2 separate regions of the Gossypium hirsutum genome follow, and region 1 is linked to region 2. A link is a contact called in public Hi-C data. All regions are on one chromosome and are shown on one strand. Each heading gives the region's core, a stretch centred on a gene start, on an enhancer-like site or on the middle of the called end of the contact. The rest is flanking DNA. Distances are from core to core; before and after follow the strand shown. Region 1 holds the start of LOC121209359 (Golgi apparatus membrane protein-like protein ECHIDNA). Region 2 holds the start of LOC107886346 (RNA polymerase II-associated protein 3).

Evidence for each region. A called contact is a pair of places that touch in the nucleus more often than the background predicts.
Region 1: a Hi-C map of leaf shows a contact between it and region 2, with 2.5 times the contacts expected there. The contact joins the promoter of LOC121209359 here to the promoter of LOC107886346 in region 2. A contact is called at or near these places in 7 of 34 Hi-C or Micro-C datasets (fibers, leaf and seedling).

What each region holds. Positions count from the first base shown.
Region 1 is chrA11:113,590,557-113,594,244 of Gossypium_hirsutum_v2.1, forward strand. It overlaps LOC121209359 (Golgi apparatus membrane protein-like protein ECHIDNA), which reads right to left and starts at 1,258. Exons shown (of 6, transcript XM_041079945.1): 1 at 997-1,258; 2 at 461-517; 3 at 159-362; 4 at 8-67. The coding sequence starts at 1,011. LOC107886441 (chloroplast stem-loop binding protein of 41 kDa b, chloroplastic) reads left to right here and starts at 2,725. Exons shown (of 10, transcript XM_016810402.2): 1 at 2,725-3,001; 2 at 3,113-3,247; 3 at 3,326-3,412; 4 at 3,503-3,593; 5 at 3,679-3,688. The coding sequence starts at 2,900.
Region 2 is chrA11:113,432,874-113,436,250 of Gossypium_hirsutum_v2.1, forward strand. It overlaps LOC107886346 (RNA polymerase II-associated protein 3), which reads right to left and starts at 1,914. Exons shown (of 13, transcript XR_005904479.1): 1 at 1,755-1,914; 2 at 1,334-1,438; 3 at 1,054-1,224; 4 at 836-960; 5 at 556-677; 6 at 366-448; 7 at 1-68. LOC107886359 reads right to left here. Exons shown (of 7, transcript XM_041079932.1): 7 at 2,835-3,347. The coding sequence ends at 3,075.

The DNA.
Region 1 (3,688 bases), core at 8-2,507, 160 kb after region 2:
AACTTACTGAAAGGTAAAGGGTCCACCAAAATAGCCATGAATCTTTCTTGTTCATCCGAGCCAACGACTAAAGCAAACAAGCAAAAACAAACAATTGAGAGACTTGGTAATGTTATATCCAAAAGTAAATGTATGGTTCGATTAAACAAAGCATTCACCTCTTGGTCAAGACATTCAAATCTCCATACACTCTCGCCGAGATCGTTAATTTCATTCCACCACCTCAAACCGACTAATATGCGCCCACTAACATTCTTAACCACCCAAAAATCAAGGGCGGAAAGAAGAACAGTCACCACAAATATGATCACAAAGCTGTTGAAAAAGAGAGCTGAAAGGATGTAAAAAGCCAATGCTGCAGCCTGCAAGGAACAAGAAGGGAAGACATCAACACAGAACAAAGGCGAACAAATCAGATTCGTCGGAACAAAGATAATTAGATGCAGAAAAAACAATTCACCTTGAAGAGAACATGAAAGAAACAAGTCTTGGGGTTGGCATAATTTTCAACAGGAGGCTGCACAAGAACAAAAACATTTAAAATCAATATATAAGCAATCAAACCAGTACCCCAAGTACAAAATAAACAGCTGGATCTGAAATTAGTAACATTTCTATCTAATTTTCATGTTCCGAACAAGTATACAATGGCCATATAAGCAAATGGGAACTCTATTTTGTTCAATTTCATCATCTTTCTTCAACCAAAACATTGAGGAAAACATAAAGTTGAAATCTTTACCGGCTAAAGTTGGATCTTGGGATCTAATTTGAATAACCCAGAGTTGACTATTGAAATTGTGTTTAGAAATGGTTAGTTTTCATCTGTTTTATCAAAAACCAATCAAAAGGGTACCGTTCAAAATCGAAATCTCTCACAAAAAACTCAGATCTACCAGTCAAACAGTCCAATACGTAGAACAAATAGTTACAAATTTGATAAACCAGCAAAAGGAAACTGAAGGGAAGGAGAAACAGAGAGAGGGATCAACTCACCTGACTAAAATCCATTACGGGAAGACAACGAATTATGGATTTTTAAGTCTTTTTGGCGAATTTACAGGGATTTAGTAAAAAATATTGACTTTCTTTTCCCTCCCTAAAGACGAGAGAGAAATTTTTTTTGTGCAGACGGGAAAACTTTTTCTTGGATCTGTTTTTGGTTTTCTTTTCTTTATAGATCCAGCTGAAACAAGGGATATTTACCCTTCTAGATTTTCAGGTCTGTTATTTACCACCCAAACCCTGCAAAAATAAATGACAAAAGGCTTAATACATAATTTGGTACCTGAATTTAATATTTTTTTAAGATAATATTTGTCTTAATTTTTTGTCTAATGTAATACTTATATTTGATAAAAATTATACATTTTAGTATATGAATGTGAAAGTGTTAGTTTTTTAATGTTCAACTCGGATTTTGGGTTGATTCGGTAAATTTTCATAATTAGCTAATATAGCTAATTATGAAAATTTACTGAATCAACCCAAAATCCGAATTAAATCATATCCATTGGATTATATTTAACAAATTAAATACAAAATAAAACAAATTACAATTAACGCTAAATTTATTCTATTAATAAAATCATGAAAAATTCAAATTTAATAATATTAACAACTAATTTTCATTAAATCAAACCTAAAACTTGAATTAAATACTAAAAATTAACATTATAACCTTTGGATGCCAAAATCTATAACATTTGTCAAATATAAATACAAAATTGAATAATAATAAAAAAACATAGATACCATATTAAAAAAACATGTCAAACTTGAATACCTAATGACATATTAAGCAACAACAAAATTACTTTAGATTTGAAAAATAATTAAAAAAAAATTAAAACCGTTTTAAATATAAATTAAGTTCAAGCTCTATTATTTAAGGATTGTGTGCGAGATAATTTGACTCATTTTGAAATTTATAATATATTTGTTTGCCTTGTAATTTATATAATAGGTAAATTTAAATATTTAAAATATATGTTTATATTTAAAATGTTAACAAAAGAAAAAACATATAATAATAAAAGTATTATAAATTAATAATTATATATTTTCTAAACTAATATAAAATAAATAACTCAAACACGATTCAGCCCTTGAATACTCTAACATGGACGACATGGATAATCCATGTAAAATTAGATATATTTTTTTTTGAATAATCTCATTATAGGATATGATTATATCTATTTTCCTTTATATAATACCTGGAACTATCCATAATCTCTTTTCAATTTATAAATAGGAAGATAATATGCTTCAGCGCACTTTCATTTACGTTGTTATGTATTGATAAAAATATACTTATTTATTAAACTAAAACTCAACCCACTTATAAAATATTGGGTGTGATGGATTCAACTAATATTTAGTACAAATTTAGGATCCTGAATTTTAATTTTCTTTTAAATATAAAAAAATAATAATTATGCACTAACACTTAATTACTAGTCTTTTAAAAGAATATATTGCTAGAAAAAAGGTCCTTTAAAAAATAAAATAATAAAATAAATTTTTTAGCAGGTTAGATCAGAATGGAAATAGCACATAAATTTTTGAGCGAGTAATTAAGAACTGATAAAAAATAAAAAATAAAGACAAAAATATTTAACTAGTTTTATAATTGTTTTAAAATATATTATTGATTTTTATTAAAATTAAAAGTAAAATTTTAATTAATTAATTATATTTGCATTAAAACAGTGGTGATACATGGTCCAATAGAATGAGAGGCTGTGGATATAACCAAGGTATGGTGTGGTAGGACGTTGTTGGCTTATCCTCATCACTTGTTATACACTTGGTGAGGGCCATAAAAACAAAGTGCTACAACACCTGTTTCAAATTTCAGTTACTAACTCAAAGCAAAGCAAAAGGCAAAAAAGCCATGTCAAAGCTGGTGGTGTTGCAGCCAACAAAGCAGCCTCCCATCTCCCTCCTCTCTTCCTCTCTTTCCCACTTCAATGGCACCAAGCTCTGCCAAATCCAGGTCCCTCTCTCTCTATCTCTATTGTAAAGTTGGTTCCTTTGTGGTTGAAATTAGGGAAAGTTTAAACTTTTTTTTTTTGCAATTGCTCTCTTTTTCTACACCTGGTTGCAGTACAAAAGAAAGGTATATCAGCCAAAAGGTGCATTGCATGTTGCAGCATCCAGCACCAAGAAGATTCTCATAATGGGTGGCACTAGGTTCATTGGTGTGTTTTTATCAAGACTCCTTGTAAAAGAGGGTCATCAGGTACTAATTTTGCATCTATTCTTGTGGTTGGAACCTAATGGAAGAGCTATATATATATAATTATAATTCTTTTGGCAGGTTACTTTGTTTACTAGAGGTAAAGCACCAGTTACTCAACAATTGCCTGGTGAATCAGACAGTGACTACGCTGAGTTTAAATCCAAGGTTATTTATGCCTTAACAATTCTGCTTCTTTTAGTTGATTCCATAAGACTAATGTGTGTGCTCGATTTCGTTATCCCGGTTTTTCACTAGATTTTGCATTTGAAAGGAGATAGAATGGACTTCGATTTTGTGAAATCCAGTCTTTCTGCAGAAGCCTACGATGTTGTGTACGACATAAATGGTATCCGCCCGGTTCTCTTTCCGTGTTTTACTTTCCACTAGGATAGACCTTTTTATCAATACATCATAAAGAATATGATTTTCAGGACGAGAGGC
Region 2 (3,377 bases), core at 664-3,163:
GACTTCCCTACTTCCTGAGGTCCTTGCATAGACTTTTTTATAACCCCTGATGCCTTCTGCAGAATCTCCTGGGATTGATGAAAATTACAATGAGAAAAACCAATTGATTGCTTAGAGAAACAAAGAAATAATAACAATATAGAAAATCTTCCAATAACCATCCCCATCAATTTGCTAAGAAAACTAAAAGAAAAGGAGAAGGCTGCATGCCTTCAGCTCAGTCATGGCCTGGTTAACATCCATGATTCTAAACCAGTTTTATGATCAACCACAACTTTTTCTAGATAATTTTAGGTCATTGAGCTATTTCAAAGTTAAAATTCAGAAGGTATATAGAAGAAGATGAAACAACAAAAACTGCTTACTTTCTCATACAATGCTTTAAACTCTGCATGCTGTTTCTTCATGTCTTGACTATTAGGCTCTAACCTCAGGCCAAACTCGGCATCTGCAATCAACTACGTCCACCATATAAGATCTATCAAATTTAAATAGAAGCAGTAGATATGAATCAGCTTAGGAGTTAATCCAAGAGAGAACTTGCACTCAACATACCTTCAATGGATTCTTTAAGTTTCCCAAGTTCTTTTCTAGCCGTTGCTCGACGGGAGTATGCTTTTATGTAGCGATCATCAAGATTTAAGGCCTCCGTACAATCATCCTCAGCCTCTTGAAATCTAAAGAGAGAATAAAAATAACTTTCATGTTATTTCCTCATCAAATATATTACTCATGCAGCAAGCCAATCACAAACATTTGGCCATTAAAAGAAAACAATAGAACTACAGGAGGCTACCAATATAAGTGAACATCATGTAAAGAGTGTCAGGCATACTTTCTGATCTTAAGATAAGCCATAGCCCTATTTGCATAAGCTACAGCTGTTGGAGACAGGGCAATGCTTCTTGAGTAGCAATCGATAGCTTCTTTAAATTTCTTTTGCTTAAAATATTCATTTCCCTGCAAAAATTTCAAAGCATTTTACTCTAGTCAACGCCAAATATAGCTCAGACATTGGTCAAAAGGAAAATGTATAAAAACTGAACTTCTCACCAGTTCTTTCTCAGAAGCAGCATCAGGCATATTCTCTTCAGTCACAAAGCTAGTTGACAAATTGCTCCATTTATCATAATTCTTCAAATAATCATATTGCTCGGAACTGGTAGTTGACGAAGAACTATTCAGGGACCTCTTCCCAGTTGGCCTTCCTTTCTCAGTGATATTCTGTGACAATGAGACCATGTAAGATTCCACAACATCAAATTATCAGAACTTTCTTTATCCCTTCACATTAGTCCGATACTTAAATAAAATGTGAGGATTGAAAAGTTACCAATTGTTCTTTACCAGAAGCCTGAGATGTCATTTTCTTGTTTTTGCCTTTGTCCTTGAGCGAAAGTTCCCAGTCCTGCAAGTCATTTAAAAAGCCCTGGAAATCCTAAAAGGAAGAAGAACACAAAGAGAACCCAGATGATAACTAATAAGAAATAGTATTTCAGTAATCCAAATTCCAAAGGTCAAACCTTTAAGCTTGAATACAAATCAACTCTTCTATCTAATTAACTTAAACAGTCCTCGAGCAAAGCTCAATTTCCATAATGAATTCAACAAACTAAAGCAATAAATGTAAAAAATCATAGAAAACATCTTTGGGGAGCAAAAAAGTACCATCTTTTGAGCTTCATACTGAACCTTTGAATGAAAATGAAAATGAAAAAAGAACCCATTAAAAGCAAAAAGAAGAAGTGAAATACCATGGCTTGATCACGGCTGTGCTTGCTTGCCATCGAAAAGATTAGAGGAAAAGTTGGCTAGGGAAGATTCTGGAAGAGTGCGGATTTGCTTTGCTCTGTTAAGTTTTCAGTGAGCAAACTCCAGAACCAGAGTCGACGAGGCTGACAAAAAATACTTCGATTTGAGCTTCAAGTCCTTTTATTTGTGGATTTATAGACGTGGAGCTTTGGGGCCTAAAATAAAGCCCATAAAAAACAAACCCATCCTTTGTATTGCTATATTCCTGTGTGTCATGATTGTAAATTATGGACTGAATCCATTATTTAATTAGTTAAACTGAAAATCGAATGTAGGAGGATTTAATTATATAAATTAAACTATTCAAAATTGATAAAAAAAATTAAGAATCTGCTCAAAATTTTAATTTATTAATTTTAATTTTTTTATAAAATTTGGGTTTTAGGCATGGGATAATTATTTGACCTAGTAGAATAAAATATTCCAGAAGTGAATTTAAAATGCTATTGTTTGTATTTATTTTATTTACCTTGTTTCATTTGGTTTCAAGGAATGGAAAACATTTTCGTCTTTGCTTTTTTTTTTTTTTAATGAATAACATTGAAGTACAAATGGATGGTAAGATGGATATGGAGAATAAAAAAAAAGAAATCAATATGATACAATACTTGCAATATGGATCATTTTGAGTTTCAGTTCAATATTTTATTAAAAAAAACAATAATTAAGAGTAGTAAATAAAACTTAAGAGAAGAAAGGAAAATAGAAAAATAAAAACATTGAGCGAAATCGCAACATATTATTTTTTGTTTTAGTATTCTCTATATCCATCTTTCTGAAGTTTGTGACTACTTGTAACAACGTTGTCTCCAAAATTTAAACTCATATTTTCTCTTGGAAAAGTAATATGTCTTACCAATGGCATATAGGAATTCAACCATATCCATGATTAGAAAGTCATGTTTATGATTGGGATAAAAGTATTAATAATTAGAAATTCATGTTTCTTACAGGGATAAAGGATAACCTTGTAAGGACATTCATTGTAAATAGATAAACATGAAACCCGTTAACATACATTATTTTTAGAACAATTTATCTCAGCTCTCTCAATCTCAACTATATCATATTCAACAAAATGGGTTCATACAAATATCACAACACTATACTGTAGTGTACAAATGGGACATTCAAGTCCTTATTGAATTGTATGTAACCTAACCCTCTCTCCTATACTCCATATATTAGCATTGTATCATAAATAAACTATCCCTTACACAACTTATATACACACAGAAATGATGTTTTGGTAGTGCATTTCACTAACAGGCAGTAAGGGCAGACATCTTTTCATGCATTGTCTTGTAGCATTGAAGGCTGCAAAGGGGAAGCTTTGATTTTGAATCTCGGTACTTGTATGGATTCGTACAAGATGGAACCGCACATTTCTCTCGAGGTGGAGGGTAACCGCAAGGCTTAGGATCGAATATACTTGGTAAACCAACCTCATTGGGGAATGTTACAACTGTTCCTGAAGGCCCCATAAGCCATCTTACGGTGTCTGATGCAAGTATCATAGAATTTGTAGCTTTTTCCTGCACAAAAAGATAAAGATATATGGAGAT